2 separate regions of the Sus scrofa genome follow, and region 1 is linked to region 2. A link is a contact called in public HiChIP or PLAC-seq data. All regions are on one chromosome and are shown on one strand. The core of a region is the stretch at or near the end of the contact, and the rest is flanking DNA. Distances in the headings are between cores, read along the strand shown. Region 1 has its middle 100 kb from the start of NTMT1. Region 2 overlaps LOC102162054 (a long non-coding RNA gene).

Evidence for each region. HiChIP or PLAC-seq counts read pairs in DNA pulled down with a chosen protein or histone mark.
Region 1: an H3K27ac HiChIP or PLAC-seq map of alveolar macrophages shows a contact between it and region 2. The contact joins two enhancer-like sites. A contact is called at or near these places in 8 of 47 Hi-C or Micro-C datasets (embryonic fibroblasts, epiblast stem cells, fetal heart ventricle and 3 more) and 2 of 2 datasets of contacts at active chromatin or transcription factors (alveolar macrophages and skeletal muscle).

The regions. Positions count from the first base shown.
Region 1 is chr1:269,715,265-269,722,193 of Sscrofa11.1, reverse strand. No RefSeq gene overlaps it. Among named protein-coding and RNA genes, the nearest start is that of NTMT1, 100 kb to the left of the region's middle. Within about 2 kb of position 4,528, at least 71 of the 83 cell types and tissues checked have an H3K27ac peak or open chromatin away from gene starts, as enhancers often do. A contact at or near this core is called in retroperitoneal adipose tissue, where this site is marked.
Region 2 is chr1:269,585,711-269,592,414 of Sscrofa11.1, reverse strand. All of the region lies in intron 2 of LOC102162054 (a long non-coding RNA gene), which reads right to left. Among named protein-coding and RNA genes, the nearest start is that of IER5L, 130 kb to the right of the region's middle. Within about 2 kb of position 3,609, at least 33 of the 83 cell types and tissues checked have an H3K27ac peak or open chromatin away from gene starts, as enhancers often do. A contact at or near this core is called in retroperitoneal adipose tissue, where this site is marked.

The DNA.
Region 1 (6,929 bases), core at 3,279-5,778, 130 kb before region 2:
TTTTCTTGCATAGTATATGCTTATTTCCCACCACCATTTTTGAAATAGGTACTATTATTCTTCCCATTCTACAGAATGAGGACACTGAGGCACAGGGGCTTCAGAAACTTAGGCTCCCAGCTGGCAGGCAGCAGACCCAGATTTGAACTCAGGCAGTGGAGTTCCAAAGCTCCTCCCATCTAGTCCCAGCTGGGCTAGTGCTGTGCTGTGGGTGCCTGGGCCAGTGTGTCTACCTCTCTGAGCTAAAGCTCTTCTGTGTGTGCAATATAGGGTTGCCGGGGGGGTGATCCCTGAGGTCTCTTCCCATTTGACATCCTGGGGTTCTTTGACCCTTCCTGCCAAGTTCCCCTGATGATCCGCCCTTCGGGGAGCACCTGCTCCCCATCCCCCTCCCCAGGCATCAGGTCAAGGCTCTCCGTGGAGGTCTGTGGGTGAGGCCCAGGAGCTGAGTGGATGGAGAACAGGTGGGTGTGAGTTACACAAGGGGGGACCTGGACCTCCCTGTTTCTCTGCTGACACAGCAAAGCCAGGATGGTGGCCTGATGGGTAAAAGGTCAGGCTTTGGGCTCGGAAAAGTGCACATTCTAGCTTTCTCCAGGGAGCCGCCTCGTGGCCTGGGGCACAGCAGTTCCCCTCCCAGCCTGGGTTTGCTCATCTGTTGTGTCTCATTCCAGTGATAAGATCCTTGCTGTTGGAATATCCCACAGTTCCTGGTTCATGTCAAGTGGGGGTGGTCCGTACTTAGAAGCTATGGTCAATTTTCCCTTTTTTTTTTTTTTTTTTTTTTTTTTGCTGTGCCTGAGGCACTCAGAAGTTCCTGGGCCAGGGATCGAACCTGTGCCATAGCAGTGACCAGAGCCCTGGTAGTAACAACCTCACCGCTAGGCATCCGTGGGTTCCAGCGGGCAGGAGGCAGGGCCCATGGCTCCCCAAGCAAACTGACCCCATTGGTTCTAGAACACAAATCCATTGGCAACATTCCATTCAGAGAGACAGGAGCCAGAGAGTACTCAGCCGGGTAACCAAACTGTCTTGCCATCATGTCCTGGGGTTGAGGCAGAGCATGGTGGCTAGTGGTCCGGGGGACCCGAGCATGGCAGCCACGCCCAAGAGGTACTTGGAGTAAGGTCAACCTTGGGTCCCCATACCAGAGGGGACTCTTCACAACCTCTCAGGAACTCACTGCAACAGCCCTGTGGGATGTGGATGCATTTTCCAGGGGACACCACCTGAAGGCTCCGAGAGGGACAGTGACTTGCCCAGAGTCACATAGCTGGGAGGAGAAGTCTGGACTTTGCTCTTAATCACTCGCTTCCTGCCGCAGGCAGAGGTGTTCAAAACACATTCATAGGGTGAGGGAAGTGATAAGGAAAGTCCTGGGCAGTTCCTGCTGTGGCTCAGCAGTAATGAACTGGAATAGCATTCACGCGGACGTGGTTCGATCCCTGGCCCCGCTCAGTGGGTTAAGGATCTGGTGTTACCGTGAGATATGATGTAGGTGACAGACTCAGCTCGGATCTGGTGTGCTGTGGCTGTGGTGTAGGCCGGCAGCTGCAGCTCTGATTTGACCCCTAGCCTGGGAACTTCCATGTGCCTCGGGTGTGGCCCGAAGAAAAGGCGGGGGCGGGCTGGAAGAAATTCTGGAACACACACACACACACACACACACACACACACACAAACACGTAGGTCCACGTGGGGAAGGGTTTATGAATGAGCCTGTGGGCCCCTTCTTCACCAGCCCAGCATCTCTCCTTTCCTACTTTTCTTGGGCTCCTTTTTTTTCACTCCTTAGACTCTAAGTTCTACCGGGGCGGTAGCTGATTCGCTCCTCACCACATGCCCAGCACAGAATTCCATGATGGGCCCACAGAGGGTGCCAGGAGACCTGGTAAAGGGAAACACGCCCCCATCCCCTACCCCCCAGCACCACGAATGGCTGCTCCACCCCTCCCTCTGGTGCAGCCTGGCCCCTCCCCATTCTGGCCCTTGTTTCTCTGGCTCTGCCTGTGGGGTGGTGTGTGCCACCTGAGTCTGAGATCAGGGGAAGCTCCTTCTCTCCAGGGTTCCCCCAGCAGGGCCAGGCAGCCTGGGCGATGCGCTGCTGGACAGCAGGAGGGGAGCTGAGGCTCCAGCCTAGGCCCCTGTGGAGGCTAAGTATCCTTCTTGAAAGGCAGCCCCTGGGACAGATGATGCCCTGCTACTTGTCAGGAACCCCAGCCAAACTCCCACCTCCAGGGCTGGGTACAAAGTGCTCCAGGGACCCAATTTGCAGGAAGGGCACCACCAGGACACTCACTTGGGTAAGGGGCTCCCTAGGGGCTGGTTACCTCCACCAAAGCTCAGTGGACTCACAACTCAGTCCCACAGGAACCCAGCAGCCCTGAAATGACACCCACTGTGACACGTCTGAGCTTCTGCAAGGCATTTTCAATGTTACCCCATTTTGCAGATGAGAAAGTGGAGACCCCAGAGAGACGTGACCTTAAGGCTCCGGTGGCGCAGTTCAAGTCACCAGATATTCCTGAGACCTGGAAGGGGTTGATGGGGGTGGGAGGGGGGTGGGGACACAGTCCTTTGTCTCCAGTAGCTGTGGTCTGGGTGGGATGGGGCTGACCAAAGCCCAGGGAAGTGTGATCTTCGGGGGAGAGGGCTGAGCCTGGAGCTTAGCGGGAGTGGGGACAGCTCTTGGCAGAAATGGGCCTTGATGGAGGTGGGACTGGCACAGTGCTGGCCATGGGAGGGGGTCGGGGGCCAGGCACTAGCTGTGCAAGACCCTGTGCGGGAAGGGGAGAAGGGGCTGGGTCCCCACCCTCGCTGGTGGGAGGGTTAATACCATGGGGGGGGGGCACAATTAGAGGCTGCAGGAGCCCAGAGGAGGGGCACAGATGCAGCCTTGCTGTGTCTCCTCCAGTCGGTCTGTGTGTGTGTCTGTTGTGTGGTCAGGGTATGCCAGGTGTGCATGTGGAAGGGTCTGTGTGATGCGTGCGGGGTATGTGTCTGCCGTCTATGGCATATGGAGTGTGTGTGTGTGCGTCTGTGATCTGTGTAATGGGGTGTGTCTCTGCCTGTGTGGTATGGTCTGTGTGATGTGGGGGAGTGTGTGCTGTGGGTGTGTGTGTTGTGGGGTGGTGGTACCTGGGACACTCCCCAGGGGAAGAGCTGAGGGGGAAAACGGGGGAGCAGAGGGGGTGTTCCAGGCAGAGGGAGGGAGGGAACAGCCCTGCAAAAGCCTCTAGGCAAGAAGAGGCCACCCCAAGCACTGGAGTACTTGATAATGTCTCCAGTGAGGCTGGGGGGTGAGGGGGGGCAGGAAGGGAGAAGCAAGGATGTGGGGGTACAGGGCGGGTCTTTCTCTGATAGCTTAAGGGTGTGCGTGGGCAGGAGTGGGGGGTGCGCCGAGGGGTCAATCCACACTGACCGGGCGGGAGGGGCAGGCCTGGACCAGAGGCAGATGCTGGATGGAGGTGGGAGTGAGTTTGGAGAACAACCAGAGCCCTGGCCATGCATCTGGGAAGCTGTACGGTCTGGGATCCCAGATCTGAGCCTAATAATTCCTGCTCCGCCCCTGACAGCAGGAGCCAAAAGGGTCTTAGTTTCTCATCTATAAACTGGGTCCCAAGATGATATGCCGAAGACCCAAGGAAGAGCCTAAGAACTGCCCATGCTTTCCGCATGCTCTGTGTGTGCCTCTGGTGAAGGATGGAGTGGGCATTTGCTCACAGGCTCTCCCAGCAACCCAGGAGGCCGGAGATGCTGAAAACGGCAGCCCTGGCACAGGGCACAGCAGTTAGTAACTGGCCTGAGGGGACAAAGAAGGGACTGGAGGAGGGACAACGAGAGCCAGGATTTGAACCCGGGTGATCTGACTCCAAAATGGCCCCGTCACCTGACTGCAACGGGGATCAGCAGCTTACTCATGTGCCGACAGCTGCTCCCCAGCCTTCCCATGGGATGATCCTTTCTCATTTGATCCTGTATCCTGGTAGATTCCACATGGCTATTATTCTAGATTAGGAGTCCTGCTCTTAGCGCTGAGAAAACTCGCCAGGACTCATGCCCAGGCGGTGGTGCTCCGGAATGTGCCCCGCCCCCGCCCCCAGCCCCACCTTGTATGTCTGCAGCTGGTTTTCTCAGCATCTGCCCCAAAGGGTCCTCACCCATGGCTAAGAGCACGTGGCAAGGTGGCAAGAACTTGGGCTGCTGCCCCAGCGCTGTGTGACTTTGAGCCAGTCCCTTCCCGTCTCTGGGCCTGGGTTCACCCAGCTGTACAATCCACTTACGGAGTCTGGGAAGATTTGCTAAGGGACAAAGGAGGAAACCGGACTTTCAGAGAGCCCAGAGGACTGGCCCGAGATCAGGCAATCTGCATAAGATGACTCCGGATTTGAACCTGGACCCCCGGTGTGTTGCTTTTCCCCGGGGTCTGCTCCACAGCCCCCACCCCGGAGGCTGTCCCCGGCCCTCAGGGGCCCCACGCAGTTCCAGGCCCTGTCAGCCTGACGTCAGGCCGGGGCCAGCGGGGCCTAGCTCTGCACAAACAGACGGCGAGGGCCGGGCCGGGGGCGGCGATGACTCAGGGCCCCGAGACGGCCGGGAAGCGGAAAGTTTTGTGCAGATGACGTCACCGGGCCGCGAGGGCGGGAGGGGGCCGGCTCCGGGAACCGGCGGCCTGGCGGGCAGCCCGGGCCGGGGCAGGGCGCGGAGGGGCACGGGCGGGAACGCCGGGCAGCCACGCTCGGCCGCGCCGAAAAGCACCGACCCCCCCCCCCCGCCCCCGCCGTCCCCTGCCCGCGGCCCCGGATCCGAGCCCCGGAGCCCGATCCCGCGCTCGCCGGCGAGGAGCGGGTTCCACACGCCTGCGAAGACGCCTCGCCGAGGACGCCGCGCTCCCCAGCGCTCCGGAGGCAGCCGCATCCATCCTGCTGCGTCCCTGCATTTTAATTACCACGGCATTAATATTCATGAGCCGGGACTCGAGGGGGACCGCGGGCTGTCATTTCCCTCGCCCGCGCACCCCCGCACCCCTCTTCTCCGGCTGAGTCGTGGGTTTTTTTCCCTCCCGCTCCCAGCCCCGCCCGCGACAATAGTTGGTGCACAGCCGACCTGGGTTGTGTGGGAGTGTGAGCAGGAGTGTGAGCGGGTGTGGGTGCCCTGGGCAAGGGTGAGGGCCGAGTGGCAAGGACCTGGATGCCCCGGGCGAGGGGCTGAGCGTGAGGATGGGATGTGCTTTCCGGGTCTGAGCGGAACGTGTATGAGTGTGTGTGTGTGTATGAGTGGGCAGGTCTGGGGGAGGCAGCTGTGCCTGCAGTCTGACCTAGGGTCTGGGAGAAGGGTTGCGGGATCTGAGCATACAAATGAGGAAACTGAGGCCTGGGAAGACCCTGGGTTGCGCGGAAGGACCAGAGCCCAGGGCCTGGCTGCTGGGTGCCCTCTGCTTCCTGCTCTCCTGTGCTGCTGTTTTATAACAATGGCAGACAGAAGGTGCTGAGCTGGCACCTCTCCCAAGAGCTTCCCTGCAAACCTGTGCTGTAGGGGGCTCTCTCAGGCCCTCTCCCAGACCAGGACACAGAGGCACTGGTGTAGCCAGTGGGGGTGAAGCTGGAGCCCAGAAATGTCCAGAGCCTCCAGCTTTACCGACCACACTGTGCTGCCCCCGTGGAACCGTGTGTTCGCGTCCCAGCTGGGGTAATCTGGGGGTACCTGAAAGTCCCTCTGGCACCCCAGTGCTGCCCATGCCCAGGTATTAGAGTGTTTCCCTAGAAACACAGCTCATGGCCTGTTTCCCTCCCATCAGGCTCCCAGTGCCCCATTGTCTCCCCCTCTTGAAGCCGGCTCCCACACCACTGCACACCAAGGGCTCCCCAGGACACAGGATGTCTTGCTTCACAAGGGAGCAGGCAGACGGTCTGCAAGTCTCCTGGCCCTCCTCCTTGGGCCTGGGGGCCGCCATCACTCACTCATTCATTCATTCATTTGTTCATCCAGCCAGTGCTTAAGTGCCTCCTGTTTCTGGCAGCAGGGGTTCTCTGCGTTTAGGAGAAACCCACACCATTCTGTTCCCTTTGGGTCATCTCCACCCTGGAGGGGGTGCTCAGGCCTCTACGGGGGTGTCTGTCTCTCTGTGCGCATGCTCCCTAGGGGTGCAGGTCTAGGGTGGAAGACAGCTTCCGACCCCCAGTCTGGCCGCAGAGGTCCAGGTGCACATACGGTGGGAAGGGCCCGGCCCTGGTCATCCTTGGGCTAGTGGAGAGCCAGCCAGACGACACGAGGCAGCCTCGATCTATGCTTCTCTCTCCTTCTGGAATGTGCCTTTCTCCAGGCCTCTAAACCAAATAATCCGGCTGATGTGTCTTTCCCTGGGGGAGCCAAGGCCACCCTCCCTCTCACGTCCACCCTGCCCCTCCGAGCACCCAAACGAGCTGACTGTTCTCCCCTCTCCACCCACGCAGGGCTGGGCTGGAACTCATGTCCCTGCTATGTCCCCGGAGCTTTTTCCCTCCCTCCTGGGGAGCTCTATGGGAACGCAGAGAAGGGGACAGGAGCTGCGGTCCGGGGCCCTCTGGAAAGGAGGTAACGGTTCACGGGGCTGCAGAGGTCAGATAGGAGCCCGACCTGTGAACGGTGGGAGGAGGGAGGGCGGAGGGCACAGCCCAGAGGGGTGACTGCAGCCCCTATTCTGGAACCAGAGCAGGCCAACCAAAGGCACGAGGTCTGGGGAAACCGAAGGATGGATTTGGTCTTGCTGAGTCCGAAGCAGTACAGCTTAGTGGCAGGGACTCTCTCGCGTGAGCCGATGCTGGGTGGGAACCCCCTCCCCCGCCACTGTGAGGTTTGACAAGACACTGAGCCCCGTCTCCCCATCTGTCAGATGGGAAAAGAGCAACACTTTTTTTCTGGATGATATTCAGATTAAGAGACACTGCCTG
Region 2 (6,704 bases), core at 2,360-4,859:
TCTGCCCATATTGCCAAGCTCCCCTTCCCCTCACACATCACATTCCAGCCACCTGGGCTGCCCTCCTGTCCTTCAAATACCTGGCGCTCCTTTGTGCCACTGCCCTTTGCATCTGCCCTTCCCCCTACCCGAAATTTGCTCCCCGAGATTCCACTGCAGTCCCACAGTTTACTCCTAAAAGGCTCTGTCTCACTTCAAATATTACGTCTTCAGAGCCTCTTCCACATGGGAACCCTGGGCTCTCTCTCTCTCTCTTTTTTTTTTTTTTTTTGTCTTTTTGCCTTTTCTAGGGCCACTTCCTGTGGCATATGGAGGTTCCCAGGCTAGGGGTCTAATTGGAGCTGTAGCCACCAGCCTACGCCAGAGCCACAGCAACATGGGATCCAAGCCTTGTCTGCAACCCACACCACAGTTCACGGCAACTCCAGATCCTTAACCCACTGAGCAAGGCCAGGGATCGAACCCGCAACCTCATGGTTCCTAGTCAGATTCGTTAACCACTGTGCCATAACAGGAACTCCCCTGGGCTCTCATCTTGCCCTTTAACCATCCCCACCACAGTGCTTCCCCGGGTGCTCACCGTACTGAAATGCGAAATTATTTGAGGAACGACCATCAGCCTCCCCACGTGAGCTCTGTGAGACCAGCATCACGCCTGTTTTGCTCCCCGTTATCATGTAAGCACAGAGTTGAGCCCCCCCCCCAATATTCATCAAATCAAATGATTCGTTTCCAGACTCTACCTGATTTGGGAACCTCAGATTCTTTCCAACAAAGACAATCCATTACCCACATAACGAAACGAGCTTTAACTTTCATAGCTTGGTAAGCTTTTTCCACTCATTAAATGAACAAATCTGAGAAAACCCTCAGTTACATCCCGTGTCCTAATTTTTCAGCTCAGAAAAATATGGTCACTGCACTCAGAGCAGCTGCTCACAATTCCTGCTGTGCCTCCTCGCCCGCCGCCCAGCCTCCGGCCACCCCTTCCTCAGAACATGTGGGGAGGCTGCGGGGAGGATGCGGGTAGCTCCAAGGATCACCCCTTGCTTGGGGATAAATGCCAGCCATGAGTAATGGCGGGTTGCGAGGGGAAGTGCAGACGCAGATTCAGCTCCGTCAGCAAGACCAGTGAGAGCCAAGGTGGCCCCTTGCCCGGGGTTAGGGCCTGACTCAGCTGGTCCACACAGAGCAGCCCCCCCAACCAGCTGGGGAGCCAGGGTGCAGACCCCAAGGGGGCCTCAAGGCAGGGCATCCAGCGATGGCAAATGAAGGCTTAGGCATTCATTGATTGCTTGTGCTCTCTCCCTTGTCTATTTCAACAGTCTATTGTTTATTGTCTATTTCAATGGTCTCCCTGGAGCCATTACTGTGAGCCCAGCTTGGTTTGGGGAGGTCTTAGCAAGGCCAGGGCAGGTGTTCACTGAGGGGCTATGCTGCTGTCCATTCACAAGGGTTCTCAATGGAAAAACTTTCTTGACGAGGTGATGCAAATAGGCTACAGATAATCACCCTGAGCCCCATTGGTGCTGATCCCGATTGGGGGCCAGCTCAGGGACAGTGACACCTTGAGGAGGCCTGGAAGAAGGGTGGGCTGTCCCCAGACATAAGCAGGTGGAAGGACTTAAACATTAGTCACTGTCCAGTTGGGCTCCCTGGACATGGAGGGGGAGCCCCAGAGTGAATGAGACCCGCCCACAGCAAGGACCTGAGCCTGGAAAAGAAGGCTGGTCTGGGTGGGGGTCCCGAGCTGCTGGGGACCTCAGAAACTTCCTGAGCACCCCCATTTTCTAGGTCCTCACAGGGCTCACGTTCCAGTGGGGTGAGGAGAGTAGACAAAGTGAGACAAACAGGCAGCTAGATGGGATGCGAGAGGTGACAAGGGCAAAGGGAGGAAGTAGGGGAGGGCTCCTGGGAGGGGCGGGGGCGGAGCCTATGGGGGGGGAGACTCCTGGAGAGGTGGCTCAAGGGACTGCAGGGCCGGGGGCACTTGAAAGAGTGGCAGAGACGGAGAGGGAGGGGGGATGGGGGGTCCCCACACTCACTCTACACGCAGGGAGAGCTTCTCCAGAGAGCTGTGCGCCCCTTGCTGCCTTCCCAGAATTCCCAGCTCACCCGGCTGCCACCAGGCTACACCCCCTCCCCCAAGAATCAAAGTCCTCCTCATCTATGCAGAGCTTCAGGGGGGCTCAGCCTTTGGGGATCCCCACAGCTGCCTGTGAGGTGTCCTACCCTGCCTTCTGCAGCTGAAACAGCAGAGGCTTTGGCTGGAAAGGGGAGCGGGTTCCGGCGGGGACGGGGAGGCGAGAGGCCTAAACCACAGGCAGCTGGAAATCCTCGGGGACATTGGCTTTCCAGCTGCTTGCCCGCCCAGGACAAGAGTTCTCAGCGGCTGTCACAGCGACACACACATGCACGCTGCCACGCACCTGTGTCCATGGACACACTCATGATCCCACCCTCACACACACACACACACACACACACACACAGGCAAATGGATAAACACAATGACACACACACACAGACCGACACACAACCACACTGGGCGTGTGCACACACACACAAGCCCGCCTCTCCTGTAGGTCTGAGCTATGTGCTCCGGAAGGGCCATCTCCTTAGGCTGGAGCCTCCTCTGGGAAATGTTTGCATCTTCCTAAGATCCTCCAGGCTGCCCCCCAGCTGCCAAGTCGCCTAAAATGCTGAGAAATAAAGAAAGATTCCTTGAAAATGCACACCTCAAATTTTAGGCTTACACTGTTTTGGAAAATTGGGGCTCAAGCCTCAGGCTCCGGAGAATGCAGGCTTGTGTTACCAGGCAGGTGGGGACAGGTAGGAAGCTGAGGGCACAGGAGGAGAGGTGGGGCTGGAGAGCCAGGGTTGTTGAGCAGGAGGTGAGTCTGGGGAAGATTCCACGCTCGCCCCACCTGCCATGGCTGGGAGCAGACCCCACGGAGCAAGAGCTGGCCAAGGGCTGTGGGGTCAAGGATACTGCTCCGAGAGTCCCACCCCACCCCCTACTCACTCTGCCACCCTCCCCAAGGATCTTGGCTCCTGTGAGCCTTAGTTTCCCCATCTGTACAATGGGTGTGATCTATCTCGTGGGGCTAGTGTGAGAGTTACATGACATCCATCAGACCTAGAGAGTTATAAGCCCTGGAAGCCCCAGAAAAGAGAGTTGGGGGGGGGAGGCTGGGAAAAACTCGGCAGCGGCCTCTCGGGCGTAACCGGCCTGAAAATAACCGGCATTTTCCTTTTCTGTGCGGCTGATGCAGCGCTTCCCATAGGACCGCGCCTGCTTATCAGGAGCAAAGCCGCTCTCGCCGCCAGAAGGTGACTGTGGGGGCTCGGCTCCCCCCCTCCAACCCGACTCCCACAGAGGAAAACACTGAATTCCCTCCTCCTGGTTCAGGTTTCAACTCCCCCCGCCCCAAACAATTTTGCATATATTTAAATCTCTTCTGCGGTTTCCAGGCTTGAGCCGCCCCCTCAACCCCCCCGGAAAAGGGAGAAAGAAATTACAAAAGCCCGTCATTTGTCTCCGTCCCCGCACCCCATCTATCAGGGCCGCCGAGCCCGTCGCCTCGAATGATGCGCGCGCCCGGACGGCGCTTTAATGGGGCGCCGCGTGTGACTGTGCAGCGCGGCGCAGCGGCCGGCATTTGCATACATATTAAACGGAGCAGTAAAAAATGCAGACATGCAAACCATTTGGACGGGCTTCTTGGCGAGCCTGCCAGGAAATCAATCTTCTGGTTTCTTAAAGGAAACCTGCTCGGGAGGAGGTGGCGAAGCCTCGCCGCCCGACAGCCCGGGGAGGGGGGCGGCCGGCATCTGTCCCTCTGTCCGCCGAGCCCAGCCGGCGGTGGGGGTCCTTTCCGGCCACGGCCGGCCTCGGGGGAACCGAGGATGGGGAGCCAGGGGACGCAAAAGCAGCATCAATCACCCTGGGCGTGCGTCCTGACGCACGGCTGTGTGCCCCGGAGTAAAAGACTTGGCCCCTCTGAGCCCCTGCTCACCCAGCGGTAGTGATAACAGCACAGCGCCTATCCCACTGCCAGTCGGGGCTGGAGATTGTTCCCTCACTTCCTGGCTCTGGGGCTTAATGACGAACCCCAGGTTGCCCGTGCCCTCTCTACAGAGCCTGGATCCCCAGCCAAGTGTGGAAGAGATCCGCTAAAAGCCCAGGTTCTGGAGGCAAGTGGCCCGAGTTCCAAGTCAGCTCCACTCCTTACAAGCTGGGTGACCTTGACCAAGTGCAACAACCTCTCTGTTTCCTGGAGGGGGAAACGGGGATCAATAGACCTCCCTCTTGGGCGTGTTGTTGGAATAAAGTAGGTCAGTCATCGCCTGGCTCACGGTAAGGACTTAGCTGCAGAGCAGCGTGTAGCAGGGTCTTTGGTGTTACTGGTGTGGTTTTTCAGGGTTGAAATCCCTCTCTTTGTCTGGATGGCTTGGCGAGCCGCTCCTGCTGCAAGCCTCCTTACCTGTAACCGTGGTGCTTGATTTGCACAGGAACTTCTAGCCGGTGTAGATCACCTACCCACCCTCGGAAGATGTGGGGTCCAGGGGCTCAACTGCTGATTCCAGCCAGCCAGGGCCAAGGCAGCGCCTCTGAAGGCTCTGAGGCCATCGCCCCCCCCTCCCCGGCAGTTTTGGCAAAATCCGGGGCCACAGTTGAGCACAACCTGAGCCGGCCCCAAACAGAGCAGACATTTGCGGGACCAGGGGAAGCAAGCGGCCCAGAGCCTCCGCAGAACCAGAGCGGTCCTGCGACTCCATCTCCCCCCCCCCCCCCCCGCCCCGTCTCTGACTTCCACTTTACAGACAAGGAAACTGAGGCTCAGAAGGAGGTACGTGGCCACCAAGCTTGACGGTGATGGAGCTGGGATTCTAATTCGGTTTGACGGACAGCAGAGGCCGCCTCCCAGAGGTCTCCTGTACATATTGTGGGCAGAAGGGTCTCATCCTGCCCCGTGAGGAAAGCTGCTTTCCCCCCAAAGTAGGTGTGTGCTGGTGGGAAAGGGAATGAGTTTGGGGCCTGGGCTCACCCTGATATTCAAAACTCATGAAGGTCCTTCCTTGAAGGGGCCTGGAGGGAAGGAGGAGGAGAGCTTTCATTCCTCTCCTCCACCTTCCTGGAGGGGAGAAATGGAGGTGCCCAGTGTCCCCAGGACAGGCTGAAGTGATAAGTGCGGGTGGTGGTGGCGGGGGTGGGGGGAGCCTGGTGCCAGGGGAACAAAGACGTCTGAATCCAGGGCGTGGCCCAGTTCAGTGGTGCATCCCTGTGTGACCTTAGGCAAAAGCCTTACCCTCTCTGGGCCAAAGTGGCTCCCTCTCTGTTTCCCCTCGGAAGCCCCTCCCTTTCACTCCTGGCCTCCAGGCTTTCTGGGCCTCCGTCCCTCCACCTCCCACCGGAGGGCCCAGAGTCCCGGCCGCCCCCACTGCCTGGCAGGCGGCAGGCGGGTGGAGGAAGCCGGCAGGGTGGGGGAAAGGCAGGAGGGGCAGGAGTTACAGGAACCGGCTGGGCCTGGGCGATTGCTCAACTGGGGAGCCTGGCCCGGCCGGCCGGCCTCCACAGGCCCCCACTCCACCAGCCGCCCGCCCTCCTAGCCCTGCATTGCAAGCATTCCTCGCCAACCTCGGCTGCTGCAGCCCCGGAAGGGGGAACTGCCGCAGACAGAGCACGAGGCCGCCAGAAACACTTAACCCCTTCCTGCCTTCCAGGCAGAGCCTTCAGGCCGGAGGATGGGGCTGGGCTGTGGGTGCCCAGGTTCCCAGACTCAGTTCCCAGACTCAGGAGTGACCCAGTCAGGTGCATTGCTGGCAACCGGATCAACAGGCTGCACGTCGGATGTCAGATTACACCCAGTCCAGGATTCACTCAGCAAACATTTCCGGAGCTCTCCCTGGGTGCCAGGCACAGCCAGGAAAATCCAACAGAAAGGGGCTCACCCAGGCCACATGCGAGTGGGGGGAGGGGTGTGGGTCTCTCACACACACACACACACACACACACACTCGCGTGCATTTGGGTTTTTTTAGATTTTTTTTAGATCATTACAATGACGAGGGCTACAAAGAAGTGCAGCGGGAGCCCGGGGTTTGAACTAAAGTCAATTAGGCAGGGAGGGCTTCCTGGAGGAAGTGACATTTAGCAAGTAACAAGAAGAGGAGACAGTGTGCCAGGCAGAGGATGTGAGGTTCTAAAGAGGAGAAGCTGGCACCATTCAGTCCAGTCTGTGTGTCCAAGGGAGAGAAGGTGACGAGCCCCTCGGTGTGCGAGCTTGGTCTGTGCCTGGCCCCCAAAGGCCACAGGGCCACTCTCAAGTTTGGACTGTCTTCCGAGGAGAGTGAGGAGCCACGGAAGGGTTTTTACCTGGAGAATGACATGGTCAAGTTCAGCTCCAGTGAGAAACAGAAGCTTCACAGAGTAAAGGGAGCTAGCGTGGTTCCAGGCACAAACCAAATATCCGCAAAGACCAGAATACCTGAAACTCACCAAAGTGCCACCAACAGGAGACACTGCAAATGGCAGCCTGGCAGCTGGGCCTGGCACCTGGGTCTCCTGGGGCCCCAGGGCCACTGAGGGCCACTCGGAGCCCTGCCACCCCCAAGGCCGGCCAGAAGCAGCAGGGACCGGATCCACCCCCTCACATCCCAGACACCACTCTGCAAACACCCGGAGCTCCATTAATGCAGCA